Regions from separate parts of the Ovis aries genome. Here region 2 is linked to region 1. Evidence: chromatin contacts called from public Hi-C data. All regions are on one chromosome and are shown on one strand. Each heading gives the region's core, a stretch centred on a gene start, on an enhancer-like site or on the middle of the called end of the contact. The rest is flanking DNA. Distances are from core to core; before and after follow the strand shown.

The links. Hi-C and Micro-C count contacts between places; a contact is called where the count stands out from the background.
Region 2: a Hi-C map of muscle shows a contact between it and region 1, with 5 times the contacts expected there. The contact joins the promoter of SMC3 here to the promoter of SMNDC1 in region 1. A contact is called at or near these places in 14 of 16 Hi-C or Micro-C datasets (blood, hypothalamus, liver and 7 more).

What each region holds. Positions count from the first base shown.
Region 1 is chr22:30,416,669-30,424,353 of ARS-UI_Ramb_v3.0, reverse strand. SMNDC1 (survival motor neuron domain containing 1) reads left to right here and starts at 3,307. Exons shown (of 6, transcript XM_004020187.5): 1 at 3,307-3,515; 2 at 4,603-4,722. The coding sequence starts at 4,603.
Region 2 is chr22:30,647,536-30,655,220 of ARS-UI_Ramb_v3.0, reverse strand. SMC3 (structural maintenance of chromosomes 3) reads right to left here and starts at 5,085. Exons shown (of 28, transcript XM_060404450.1): 1 at 4,947-5,085; 2 at 3,873-3,948. The coding sequence starts at 4,961.

The sequences.
Region 1 (7,685 bases), core at 2,058-4,557:
TTATTTTGCCAACAAAGGTCCATCTAGTTAAAGCTATGGTTTTTCCAGTAGTCACGTATGGATGTGGAGTTGGAGTATAAAGAAAGCTGAGCGCCGAAGAGTTGATGCTTTTGAACTATGGTGTTGGAGAAGACTCTTGAGAGTCCCTTGGACAGCAAGGAGATCCAACTAGTCCATCCTAAAGGGTATTAGTCCTGAAAATTCACTGGAAGGACTGATGCTGAAGCTGAAACTCCAAAACTTCGGCCACCTGATGCAAAGAACTGACACATTTGAAAAGACCCTGATGCTGGGAAAGATTGAAGGTGGGAGAAGGGGATGACAGAGGATCAGATTGTTAGATGGCATCACCGAGTCAATGGAAATGAGTTTGAGTAAACTCCGGGAGTTGCTGATGCACGTGGAGGCCTGGCATGCTCCAGTCCATGAGGTTGCAAAGAGTCCAACACAACTTAGCGACTGAACTGAACTTACTGAATGATTTGATAATTGATCATAGTCATTATTCTTTTAATGTCAAGACTGACTCATCTTTGGCCAATGCAGTTCCCTCAAGCTGGGTTCTGTTAGTTTTTGACTTGATCCTAAGAATTTGGGGGCATTTTCTTGTTTTATGGCAAGATGTTTCAGGCTCACGTTTGTACTGTTGTACTTTTCTGGCCTGAGACCCTAACTCCATCATTTCTCCAAGAAACACTGTTTCTTTCATGGGGAATGGTATTTAGATATCAACATATGGGCACACTCCACTAGGATAACATTACCTCTAAGATATATAAATATATATATATTCAAATTTCAAATTTAACACCAGAGGACTTTTCACAAAAGAATTTTCTTTAATATTTGTTCCCTCTTATTAGAGTTTTAACTAACAAAATTACTAATTATTCACTTTATCTAGAGTAGACATAAAAGTTTTAAAATTATCTTACCTTACCAATACTACTATTAGCAATAAATCTGTGATGTTTGAGACTTTTTTTGGTTCTCTTCTTTTTACCCTCAGAACATATTCTGAATATGTTCTGAATGCATTGTACCCCCAAAACTACTCAATAGGCAGAAAAAGCCAGTAGCTTGCCCTGAGACAAATCCCCATGTAAACATTCAAAACACATCTTATGATTAAAAAGGGCAAAGGGTATAGTTATTATTACTATGTGCACATCTCTCATCACATTAGGCATCTGTATAGACAGCAAAAATGTAGGAAAATTTGGGGCTACTTCAGTGAAGGGATATAACAAAAGCTAAGCTAAAGAATGCAACCTCCCATTTAACCAACATGTATAAATATATGAATTTAGCGCATAGGTTTACGCTCTGCAAAGAGTTAGTGCATTCCAAAGGCATGGCTATGCTTTAATTTTCTTTAGGAGTGAAAGGAAATAGCTGTGGCATCTTTAAACTTTATTTACTGAGTTCAATAAAATAAATACCAGGTTTAAAGAACTAAAGGTTTTTGATACTGTTGTTTTTGAAAAATAAACATGATTAAATTTTGAGTCAGAATGTTTTAAGAAAAATCCGACACTGAAAGAGGATTTTGACACTTCAAAGGAGGTGGTAAGTCAGAACACCTATTTGAAGTAGCAGGCTTAGTCAAAGCTTATACTTGCTTCAGTTTTGTCTTTAAAAATACACCAAATCATAGTGAAAAATAAATGAATACATGTAGTTTATAATGCTGCCTGGCACACACAACTGTTCTCTCTTTGTGAGAACTAATAACATTCAATATAACTTTTCTTTCCAAATATATTCTATGTTGCACAGAAGGAGAGATTAAAGGCAATCCTAAAAACAAAAAGTTATCAAAAAACTTTACTGGAGCTTATACATATTTTCCTATTCTCTGATCTAGGGGTTCATGAAGAGTTCTTATGTGGCAAACTTACACAGCTGTAAAATTTATTTTCAAGGAAGATCCTCCTGGCGTTAGTTCTTAAAATATACAATTAAAATAAGAGCAACTGTCAAAAACTACATCGTGTTTTTAACATATTTTTAATAAAGGGCATCCCCTCTGGTTTGTCTTCCCTCTTCATTCCAGCTACAGGTGGCTGCCCTCTGCAGCAGTTTCAGTTCTTACAAGTTGACTGCCACAAACCTGACCTAGTTTCATCTCTACAGGTTCTCTGACTCAATGAGGGATGTGTGCGTTTGTACAAAACAAAACAGGGAATTTTCTTTCCTGGCATTCATAGAGCCTCTTCGTGTCTCAGGTCTTTTTAGTTGTTGTAGTTTTTTTTTTTTTTTTAAATTGGAGAAAACTACATGCGTATGGGGGAAAGATTAAAAGTAGGAAGGATAATCAGTGAAAACATTTGGGTTCCACTGCAAATCTCTAGATAGATTTGTATATCCGTCCCTAAATAGTATATATTATTACACTTAAAACACATCTCTTTTTAAACATTAAGTGCTTACACAATCTGCTTATATTCAAGATTATAACTTGGAGACTGTTCCCTTGCGGGTGGCATTATATAACCTAATTAAAACCAGGAAGTGCTTATAAAAGGTATATATATATATTTTTTAATGGTAGGAAAGGCCTTTGTTTACAACGGTAAACGGAAAAGGGGAGGATACACAGCTCCTGCTCCTGGGGCGGTCCACAGCCTGGGTAACCGCCCTCGAAAAGTCAAAATAGGTTTTAAATAATCTAATCTACTGTCCAATAGGTTCTGCCACAATCTAATCAGCTTTCTGATGCCATTAGGACTTTTACTATTCTATTAATATGAAGCAGTGGTTCTCACACTCGAGCGGACATTGGTATCCCCTACAAGGCTTACTGAAATAGGCTGCTGCGCCCATCTTCAATGTTTCTGATTCAAAGGTCTGCGGTGGGTGTTGAAAGTATGTATTTATAGTGTATTATTTTTGCAATAAATTATAAATTACTGTAAAAAATAAACACCAGGCAATGCTGATGGTGCTGGGACCAAATTCTGAGAACCAGCCTCTAGGAAGAATTCTGTATTAAACCTGCCACCCAGCACCCTGAGAACCTCAGGATCCGCCGGACTGAGCCCAGACCTAAAATAACAAACGGACTCCCCAGTCCGAGCCGGAACTAACAGAAGACGAACCTACATCCGGCGCCTGGCGCATCCCAGTACGTCATTTCCTACCTATCCGCCCTTTCCCCCCTCCCACCTCGTCCTCCCCGCTCCCCGTCCCCGACCCCGGCGCGGTCCACTTCACGTCCCTGACGTGATTAAGGACCGGCGGCTTAGAGGGCACTAGGAATCACGTGAATCGAGAGACATCTCGCGAGGAGTTTTAACCTCTCGCGAGACTTCACCCGCCTCTTCTATACCTCTTTCCAGTCCCCGGCTTTGGTTCTCCCCAGTTCACTCCCGGCTGAGACCCGAATTTCTAGCCCGGGTTAACTAGTTGTCGACGCGGACTGTTTTGTTGCTGCTGCTGTTGCTGTTGCTGCCACCGCTGGGCTCATTTGCCCCCTACCCCTTCCCGCCGCCACTCTCCCAACCCCACACAAGGTAACGCGATGAGGGAGACAGTGAGGCCTCGCTGGGCCTCGACCTCTCACGAGTTGAACCGGAGGCCAGAGGCCGAGGCCGCAGTGGAGACGCGCGGGCGCCGGCCTCCTCTTCCACGCAGAGTTGAGCCCAAGCGTCCCTGAACGGGGTTGGGCTGGGCGCGGGAGGCATCTTAAGGACGCCCTCGGCCCTTCTGTGCGGAGCCTGTTTGCGGGTGGGGCTCCGGTTCCTGGGGCCTCGGCTCCGTTCTTGTTTTCGGTTTCCTTGGAAGTTGTTGGAATTTCGAGGTCTGAGATGGTCGAGCTAGTTGTGGCGGGCTTTGAGGTGTAGGGTGACTGAAGGGAAGCAGCCTGGCTTGCACCAACCCTTTTGAAGTACTTCCAGGTTCTGGGCTGCGGTTGGCCGGGATTTGTTACACAGACCGGTCTCGGAAACCCTGTACGTTTGCTAATAAAGCGAGAAAGAATTCTCTCCGGCCTTATTTTCAGGAGAAGTACGAGCTGGATTTAGTGAAAGGCCCGTAGTTTAGATTGCCTAAATTGGAGAGCATCTGTGATGTTTCTTTTACTGCAGAAAAATACATTGGCAGTATTTTAAGTGACTGCGTGAAAAGATTTTTGCAGTGTGGAGAAGTTTCTGAACACACGCATTATAACTCTTGTGGAGAAAGTCGTAGTTAATCCAAAAGCCATTTATATTTGGCTTTCGAAGTACTTTTTAGCCCTTAAAAATTGGAAGCCTCAAATCTTTCAACAGTTTAGTGCCTTCTATTTTAATTTTTGGTGATGTGATATAACAGTCCTGTTCCTTGAGCCTAACACAATGTCTCTTCCCTGTTAATAGTTTAAAGAAAATTAGAAATTATTCTCCCTTTTCCTCTTATCTCGTTTTCTGTTTCTATATGGAATGTATCTTACATGTTTATAATCTTCAGAATACTAGTAGTAATAAATTATGCTGCAGTGAATTATGATGAGTTGGGAACAAAATGGGTAAGGGTTAATTCAGGCCGACAGGAAAAAAATGTTTCTCTTATGTTTTGTTTTTTTGGTTCTGTTTTCATGACTTTATTCTTTATTTTCACCAGATGTCAGAGGATCTAGCAAAGCAGCTGGCAAGCTACAAAGCTCAACTCCAGCAAGTTGAGGCTGCGCTGTCTGGAAATGGAGAAAATGAAGATTTACTAAAATTAAAGAAAGATTTACAAGTAAGTATGGGGCAATACATAATAGCTTCATTGCTTGAAAAGAGTATTTCTGTGGCTTATAAGTGGCTTATTGCCTAGAATCTATGGGTACCCATAATACCTTTGGAGGGAGTGTTTCTCCCCTTCACACCCCTTGTGTGTACATGTGTGCACCCACAGAGGCATACTTGGCTTCTAAGAGAAGGGTTGCTTCCTCAGTTTGTGTACATCAAAACAGCTGAAACATTGTTCTTTGTTGTGTCATCCTTATATGCTCTTATAATTTTTAAAAGTAAGAGCTAAAAAAATAAAAAAATTAAAAAAAATAAAAGTAAGAGCTAATAAGTCACTATCACTCTAGAAAAAGAGGTACATATAACTTGACAGTGGATAATGTTTCTGTTTGTAAAGACTTGGAAAAGTAATTTTACTTCAAAGGGTAACTAAAATTAAAAGAGGAAAATATAGCTTAATCAGATTATATCAGATTCTTTTCAGTGCCACAAGATTTCTTTGAAAATGAAATAGAGCACCCATGCCAGAGATCCTGTGTGTGTGTGTAAGTGTAACAAAGCTAGCTCTAGTGCCTGTGTTGAAAACACATTATAAAAATGCCTAAAGAGATGTTTGTTTTCTGCATAAATGTTACATAATGTTTGAACTTAAGGCTAGGTCTTATATGTAATTATTGACACTTATTAGCAACTTGAAATTAAACCGAATCTATGTAAAAAGACGACCTGGATTTAATGTGTTCCTTTTGTCCTGGAAGAGCAGTAAGTATGAAACCGGCTTTTTAAAACTTCCTCTGGGGTTTCAAGACAAACATAAAGCCATAGAAGTAAATATCTATTATTTCTCACAACCCTAGGTTGATTAATAAAAACACCATATATAATATTTGTAAATATCTATGGCTTTTCATCTAATTCTGAATCTGATTTTTTGGAGAGTTTTAAAAGATGTTTTGATTAGATGACTTATCTTCACTGATTCAAAACAACTCGAATCATCTTCATACTACATATCATTTCTCTCTGTTTATATCAGCCTCTTGCCAATTAAAATGATCAATATTTTAGGGATAGTAGAACTGCAAACAAGCAAAACTTATTTGAAATGGGGTCCAGATTCACAATTCTAAAAGCCTACCTGGGCATAATTTAAATGAGTTGAATATTTTTAGGTTCAATTTCTGGATTTAGGATAGATGTGCGTGAAGTTGCAATAGTATGTTATTTAAAAACAAACAAAAAAACAGAAACCAAAGCCTCTCTTCAGTATGTAGCAGTCAGGTCAGTGGATTTCAGGGAGCTAGTCAGTAAGAAAAAGATGTTTTGGGAGCAGTTTCTCCCATCTCAGGCCAACTTTCTGCTTGTCTTAGAGAGCCTGACCTACCCCCATCTCTCTCTCTCTCTCTCTCTCTCTCTCTCTCTCTCTCTCTCTCATTAAAAACCAACTTAAAAGCAGTCCTTTTTTCCTTTGAAGAAAGTGAAACATTGTGTCAATGTTGTATACATTGCTTCCTATATTTAATTGGCAGTAAGAAGGAGGGGTATATGTGGAACTGGTGGAGCAGGGAGTTGGGAGTGAAGACAGCATTATTATGAGTCTTGGTATTTTAGTATTTCTGGAATATATTTCAGAGTCTGGGCAGAATTGTGTTAGGACATGATCTATAGTGGAAGTACTGTAGGGAGGGAGACCATTGCTGTAGGCATTGTAGTAACCAGGTAAATGGCTTACTTAGGGTTCAGTTAATAATGACCTGGAGGTCATTCTGTAAAATATTCTTTTTTAAATAACCATTTTGAAAGACATTGTCCAATAGAACTTTCTGTGGTGATGGAAGTACTCTATATCTGCTATTTAATATTATAGCTGCTAGGTACATGGGGCTGTCAAATACTTGGAATAAGACTAGGATGGCTGAAAAACTGAATTTTTAATTTTAGGTAACCATATGTGGCTACCATATCAGATGGCACAGATTTAGAAGTGCACGTTCTAACACTTCAGTTAGCAATAACAGAGAATGTTTTTCCCGACCAATCTTGACCTCAAATTCTTTTCCTTTCATGGAAAAAAAGCAGTCATTTTGGTTACTAGATACAGGTTTGTTTTTGAACTGAAAACTACTCAAAGATGGAAAACATCGTTTAATATTAGAGAAAATTCTGAAAAATATTTTGCTATCTGCTTCCATCTAGTAATTGTTATCTCCATTGACTATAGCTACAGTTTCTATTTTGTCATAGGTTTTTGTTTTTTAAAAAATCCTTTTCCTTCCTTGCTTTCTGGGATATGCCTTGGGCCATTGGTATTTAATTCTATCTTTTATATTTGCTGAAAAGTCTTCACAGACTGATGACCGAGTTTGTAGTCTCCTTTATTTTTTTGTGTTGCTTTTATGGAATATCCTTACTCTGGTTAATAATTTGTTTGCAGTTTCATTTATGCAGAATCCTTTTTCTGCATTTTTTCCAGTGACTTTCATTTTGCCAGTAAGACGTCTATGTTTATCTCTTAACACACTATCTTTCATATAAAGTTACTCAATAGGCAGCAAATCAGTCTTCTGAAATCCTAATTTGTTTTCTTTTTTCACTTTAAAGAAGTGAGTTTAGTAAAATCCAGGCTAGCTAGTTGACTAGCTCCCCAGGCAGTCTATGATAATCACAAAAATAATCAATTTATTAGGCTGTTTTGCTGAATAAACTGGTTCTAAAGGAGGCAGGGGTCAAGTCACTTGTCTCATATATTACAGTGGCTCTCTGCATCCCCGAAACGCCTTCCTTCAGTAAGCAGAGTGCTTGAGTGCACCCCCTTTGACCTGCTGATATGTAGATCACAACATCTGATGCTTCCTGGAATTGCCGATAACTGTAACTGCTGCCCATCTGTCAATGAAGGAGCAGTTTCAGAACTCAGACTTGGGGGAGGAAAAGTAATTAATGGTATGTACCTTTAAGAACTCCCTCATA
Region 2 (7,685 bases), core at 3,836-6,335, 230 kb before region 1:
AGGCTCCCTGGTCCATGGGATTTTCCAGGCAAGAGTACTGGAGTGGATTGCCATTTCCTTCTCCAGGGGATCTTCCTGACCCAGGGATCGAACCCGGGTCTCCCTCATTGCAGTCAGACACTTTACCCTATAAGCCACCAGGGATAAAATTAGTCCTCCACTGGGTTCCAGACCCAAGGATTTAATCAACCATAGACTGGGGGTTTTCAGAAAGTTCCAAAAACAAACCAGAATTTGCCACAAGCTGGCAACTATTTACACATGAGGTACATTGTATTTACAGCTATTTACATAGCATTTACACTGTATTACAAGTAATCTAGGGATATGCTTAGGTTATATGCAAAAAGACTAAGATTTTATAACAAGTTTTAGTCACATCCAAGATACCAAAGAGAAACTATAACTGTATAAAACTGATATTAAGATATTTAACCACTTCTAATTTATGAGTTAAGGAAATACTCTAAATCTAGTAATTATTCAAGTTTCTCCATTTCTAAAGATTTTCTGATTGATGAAAATCAGAAGATGCTTATAATCAAAATGTAAGTAAAACTCTAGTACAATCAATCTATTCTTAGAGCACACTAATTAATGATTTTTCAGTAGGTTAAGGCAGAAGGAAAAGTATGTTTTTATTACCAACTACAAAGCTGCAACTGATGTTTCAAAGGCAGGCTTTTTTGTGCCCTCAATTTTTAAATTTTATTATTTATTTCAAAATAAAATATGATTCTCAAAAGTTTCTCTGGGAACATTAGTATTCACTGTTCGTCCTTATTTCTGTATTGTCAACTAAACTGGCACTTGCCAAGAGCATTTGCCAGCAACAGAACAACAAGGGCATTTGCCATTTGCCTCTGCAGAGATGGAACCCTGTGCTGCTGCAGCTGCTGGCCTTCAGCAACCACCCCCCCCCCCCCCCCAGCTGAATTCAGGGTGGAGAGTCAGGCACTGTGCTCACTCTCACTTTCCCACCAGGTCTTCAGATAGATATTTTCAGGAACTGATTTCATGATCCCAATCCCTGCATCTCTTCAGATCTAGAAAATAACTAAATCCCTCATGATGACATTCTCTCCTCCTGACTAGCAAAAAACTTTGTGTCAAGTAAGCGCTTGCAAAGTAATGTTCAAAATTCTCCAAGCAAGGCTTCAGTTCTCCTAAACAGAGAACTCCCAGATGTTCAAGCTGGATTTAGAAAAGTCAGAAGAACCAGAGATCAAATTGCCAACATCCACTGGATCAAAGAAAAGCAAGAGAGTTCCAAAAAAATATCCACCTCTGCTTCACTGACTACGCTAAAGCCTTTGACTGTGTGCATCACGACAAACTGTGGAAAATTCTTCAAGAGATGAGACTACCAGACCACCTTACCTGCCTCCAGAGAAACCTGTTAGAACAGTTAGAACTCAACATGGAACAATGGACTGGTTCAAAATAGGGAAAGGAGTGCATCAAGGCTGTATATTTTCACCCTGCTTATTTAACTTATATGCAGAGTACATCATGAGAAATGCTGGGCTGGATGAAGCATGGGCTGGATGAAGCATAGGCTGGAATCAAGATTGCCGGGAGAAATATCAATCACCTCAGATATGCAGATGATATACCACCCTTATGGCAGAAAGCGAAGAAGAACTGAAGAGCCTCTTGCTGAAGGTGAAAGAGGAGAGTGAAAAAGCTGGCTTAATACTCAACATTCAAAAAACGACGACCATGGCATCCGGTCCCATCTTTTCATGGCAAATAGATGGGGAAACAATGGAAACAGTGAGACTTTATTTTTCAGGGCTCCAAAATCACTGCAGATGGTGACTGCAGCCATGAAATTAAAAGACGCTTTCTTCTTGGAAGAAAAGCTATGACTAACCTAGACAGCATATTAAAAGCAGACATTACTTTGCCTACAAAGGTCTGCCTAGTCAAAGCTATGGTTTTTCCAGTAGTCGTGTATGGATGTGAGAGTTGGACCATAAAGAAGGCTGAGCACCAAGAATTGATGCTTTTGAACTGTGGTGATGGAGAAGACTCTTGGGAGTCCCTTGTACTGCAAGGAGATCAAACCAGTCAATCCTAAAGAAAATCAATTCTGAATACTTACTGTAAGGACTGATGTTGAAGCTGAAGCTCCAATACTTTGGCCACCTGATGAGAACGGCCAACTTATTAGAAAAGACCCTGATGCCGGGAAAGATTGAAGGCAGGAGGAGAAGGGGGTGACAGAAATGAGATGGTTGGATCGCATCACCAACTCGATGGACAGGAGTCGGAGCAAATTCCAGGAGATGGTAAAGGACAGGGAAGGCTGGCATGCTGCACTCCATGGGGTCACAAAGAGTCAGACACAATTTAGCGACTGAATAACCACCAAAAGGCTTGAATGCACTGAACTTCCCCTTCACCAAAATCTTAAGAGACTGACCTTCCCCCACTGTCTCTTTGGAGCAGTCTCACAGAGTTATCTGAGGTGCTTATCTCCTGGGCTGCAGTCCTCATTTTGCCCCAAATAAAACTTAATTCCCAACTCATGCATTTTTTTTAGTCAACAGTATGAATCTTACCTCAAGCTATGGACTCCATGGTACATACTCTCCCTGACCCCTAATTCATATGTTAAAGCCCTAACCCTACTATGTGAAGCTTTTTGGAGATAAGGGGTCTTTGGGAGGTAATTTACATGAGGTTAGGAGTGAGGCCTTTATGGTAGGACTGCTCTTTCAAGAGGGAGAGGTTCAAACAAAGGTTCTCCAGAGCAGTGAAAAAATAAATCCCTGTTGTTTAAGCCATCTAGTCTATGACATTTTGTTGTGGCAGACCAAGCCAACTAGGACACTGTAGGGCTGAAATCTATGTTGATAGCGATTCTATACTTTTCTGGTGTCTGCTGCTGCTGCTGCTAAGTCGCTTCAGGCATGTCCGACTCTGTGAGACCCCATAGACGGCAGCCCACCAGGCTCCCCTGTCCCTGGGATTCTCCAGGCAAGAATACTGGAATGGGTTGCCATTTCCTTCTCCAATGCATGAAAGTGAAAAGTCAAAGTGAAGTCACTCAGTCGTGTCGGAATCTTAGCGACCCCATGGGATTTTCCAGGCAAGAGTACTGGAGTGGGGTGCCATTGCCTTCTCCTTTCTGGTGTCTAGAAGCACTCATTTAATCTGTTCTTTAAAAACTCAGCAGATGGTCAGAAAACACCTGCTGTCTGTATCACTATCATCTGTAGAACCTATATATTAATTATTATATTGAAGGACAATCACCATTAGCCCCCTTATCCTCACATTATTGCTTTCTCATTTAATGTTCCCAACAGCCCTAAGAAACATGTATCATTATTTCCACTTTCCAAGTGAGAAAACTGAAGCATCAGGAAGTCTGAAGAATACATAGCAGAACTGGGATTTGAATCCCATTCTGCCATGATCCAAAGTTTATGCTTTTCCTATCAAGCTGCATGGTCTGTCCTTGGACATTATAATGGGGAAAAAAAAATGTCTTAGAACAACCTAATTTGTGAATAAAGAATGGTCATCTTTGAAATAAGGCAATAGTGACCACTTTTAAAGTAGGAAATGACATACCAAGAATAGCTGAAATGCTAAATTTAGTGCCATTCACTATAAACTTAAATCTATTAAAACACATACACACAAGGCTACCAAATAAAAATGAATACTCTGTCTTATCCAAGTATTTTTAAACGTAAAAAGGAAGCAATTTCATCAGTGCAGATAAAAGTATTCACACAGAAAAAAAAATACAAATTTATGTAATATTAAGACAATTCCTGTCTCCTTAAGCCTAATGTAGGCAAATTTAAACGACTATGTAGACAGAAAACTGACAAGAGTGAACCATGAACACTTACCAATAACATTATGTTTTGAACTGAACGGGTCTACAATTGTTTGATCTCTATAACTTCGAAAACCCTGGATAATAACCTAACAAACAGAAGAGAGATTTTTTTCAGAAAGAAATAACATGCCCCAAAAGAAATAACCTCTAAGCTAGTATTTTCCTTTTGCCCTCCTTCCCTTTCTGGTTTCCCATTTAATGCCAAATAGAAAAATTCCCATGTCAGAGAAGAAAAATTTATCTTGGAAAATGATTTAAAAATCTTCTTAAAACTGCCCGTATATCAGTAACCACTACCAGTGTTGCTTAAGAGAAGTTATAATTAGTAACCTGTTAGGGAGCGCTCAAAATCAAATACACTGGGTAAGGCTGGCTGGAACACTAACCATCAGAGGGCCGGATAAAAGTCTTATCAAGTATGCAGGGGGGCTCAGCGGTCCTGGGCGCCCCTTTCAGTCACACTCTGACCAAAAAAGAGCCGCCCATCCAGGACAGGACTGCTCCGAGTCCAACACATCCAGCCGAGAAACTTCTCTTAACGAGTGTGAATGGGCTCATTTTCGGGGTGGCCTCCAGCGCGGGAAGACCATTTTGACAGAAAGTAAACAACGGAATGAGGAGGCGCTACACATTCTGCAGGAAGGAGGGACCCTTTCACGTCTCCGGTAACTCGGGGAGGAGCGAGGCCCCTGGCTAAGCTGACACCCAGCTTGGACCCCACAGGCGTCCCGAGGCCGGGGACACCCTCTCTTCACACACGCCACGCAAAAGGCTCGCGAGGGGGCTGCCTAGCCCCACAGGACCAAGCTGCTTCTCGTCCACCCGGGAGGGCCCGGTTCCCTCCAAAAGGCCCACGTCGCCAGCCCCTCCAGCTCTCTCCGCTAGAGCCCGCCTCCCTCAGACAAGCGCCCTGCGGAGAGGCTCGGGCTGCAAAGGGGCGGCTCGGGCTGCAAAGGGGCGCCCCGAGCTGCGCCCCTCCCCCACAGTCCCTGTCCAGCCCCGCGCCACCCTGCAAGAAGCAACACCCCCGACAGGAGCTGTCCTCACGAGCCCCTGAGGGGCGGGAGGGACGCACAGGCCTCACCTGCTTTATGTACATGGTTCCGTGCCCCTGGCCGGCGAGAAGGGCTCCCGGCGAGCAGCAACAACTCGGCAGCGGGGTTAGGTGAGGCGCCTAAACGACCCCACCCCCCAAGGCGCCGCTTGCACCCCTCGAGCCAAACAAAATGGCGGCGCCCATGGAGGCGGAGTCCCCGCCTCGGACGGAACCACCCTCGCAGCTTCCCTCGGAACGTGGGGGGAATCAGAGTCAGATCTGCTCTGTATTTTTAGCAAAAGAGCCTTCTGCGATGTCGCTAGCTGAATTTCATGTGACTCCTCAATTTTTCAATGAATTTTCCCTGAGAAGTAGTCGGAAACTTCATTCGGAAAAGCCTTGGTCGTGAGATTGACCTGTATACCCTCCGAGCGGGCAGCCAATGGTTGCGGCCACAAGGTGGCGAAAGGTTCGGCGCCAAAGCTGAGAGAGGGTGTCCAAGCGCCAGTAGCCGTGCGAGTTGACGGCCCCGTGGTCTCGCGCTGTTTGGAAATACCGAGCTGGGGCGGGCGGCGCGGCTGCCCGAACCTGTAGTGTACACGACCTGGGGGGAAACTCGGGGGGCAGAACCCCTGGTCCTCTATTATTCTCTCTCTTGTGTAACTTAGAATGGCCCCCGCTGACTCTGGACTCCCCACTCTCAGGACAGCCCCAAAGGGACTTGACGCTAGAAAATTAATTTTAATAATGTCATAGTTATTAATATCCCAGAGCTGTTACTGCTCTGCCAATTGGTATAAATCTAGGCAGATTGGACAACTGGAACGCAAAGATTTATTTAAGATTAAAACCCCTCCCCCCCTTTTTTTCCTAACAGCCTAAAAGCTTGGAGGTGCTAGTGGCAACCCTGGGCGTATCTGATCTGCACCAATCGCAGGAGAAAAACTCGGATCTCTGGGCCGCTGTAAAATTACCTGCCACTCAGCACTCAAGTTGGTCGGTCCTCGCCACCCGTCCCGCTACGGCGGACAGTTCTAGCGCTGATTATTTCTACATTGAGCTATTTCAAATGACTAACTTCGTCCCTGTCAACGCCTCTTGGTGCTGGAAGAAGACTTTATGTATGTACCTTTTTAATAGATGAAGAGGACAGGGACACTTCAGGGAAAACAAATGACTTATTAGAGGAGGCAAGGGAAAGAAAAAGAGCACTTCAGGGAAAACATACCACTTTTAGGAAAGTCAAACCGGCCCTTAGGAGAAGAGATGGAAGTCGCTGGTTTTTGCGACTTTGAGTATTACTTCCGTGATGAGACCAAACAAACTGAAAAGTTTTAGTTTGGAGCAGAGAAAGATTCATTGCGAGGAGAATGGGGCAGCTTATGTTCAAAAAGCACAAACTACCCAATGGTTTTCTGGGAAGAGTTTTGATAAGCAAATTTTGGAGGAAGGGCTGCAGAGGTGTGTGACCTGGTATAGTAACGGTGATATTCCAGGACTCTCAATTAGCCCTCTTGTTCCAGCCAGTCGGGGGTCCACATGCTTGCGCTCAGCCTTCATTTACCGTTCTTGATCTGCCTGGGGGACTTAGTGCCTGTAGAAGAACTCAAGAGATGTGTACCAGATTGTAGTGTGTGTACCTTGAAAAAGAACCAGGACCCCTCCCCATCACTGCTCTATTGTTTCTTGCCTCCTTTTAATTTCTTTCTACATTCCTTCACTCCCCTAGTTAGTAACTTTGAGTATCCCCTTTGGAATCCAGGGAAAATCTAGGAGGCTGAAGCCTTTTTCTTACAAACAAGAAATGGGAGACACAGGTTTTTGGTATGAGGCAGGGCCCCCAGGGTCCTGCCTGGATTCAGTAACACTCAAAAATCTAACTGCTCCCTTTCTCCGATGGGTCAGTTACTCTGATAACTTTCAGGGTCAGATTGGAGGAATAAATATACTGAATATATTTGCAGGAGGAATACACCTTGCTCAGGACCCAGCCTTCTGTTCGGTTTATGGGCTGTGGTGTGGGATCTGGCTAAAGTCTATAAACTGGGTGAAAGGTTGTGATTTTTCTGCTGTGGTGACTGACATCAGCCTCCACTCACCTAAACCTAATCTAATATAGTATGTAAATGAACCTCTACCACAACTGGCTGCCTATTTCACTCCTAGGAACAAGGTGGTCTTAGCTGTAACCATAGACTCCTTAAATGTAAGGGCTAAAAATAGAAAATCGTAGATGATAATGTAGGAGTAAATCTTTGTGACTATAAATCAGGCAATGGTTTCTTAAACATGACACTAAAAGCACAAGCGATGAAAGAAACATAATTTATACTCTATGAAAACTTTTGTGCAGGGACTTCCCTGGTGGTCCAGTGATTAAGAATCTGTCTGCCAATGCAAGGGACACCAGTTCCATTTCTGGTCTGGGAAGATCCCATGTGCCCTGGAGCAATTAAGCCCGTATGCCACAACTACTGAGCCTGTACTTTAGAGCCTGCAAGCCATAGCTACTGAACCCTGCACACTCTAGGGCCTGTGCTTCTCAACAAAAGAAGCCACCACAATGAGAAGCCCTCATAGTGCAAGAAAGAGTAGCAACTTCCCCCCGCCACCCACACCACCACCCTCTGCAGCTGGAGAGAAAAGCATGAAAGCTGTGCACAGCAACAAAGACTCAGCACAGCTGGAAAACCAAAACAAAACAAAACTTTTGTGCATCTAAACAAATAAAACAAGAAGAAAATACTTGTGAATTTTATTGATATATTTGAAAAGGGACTTGTTTCT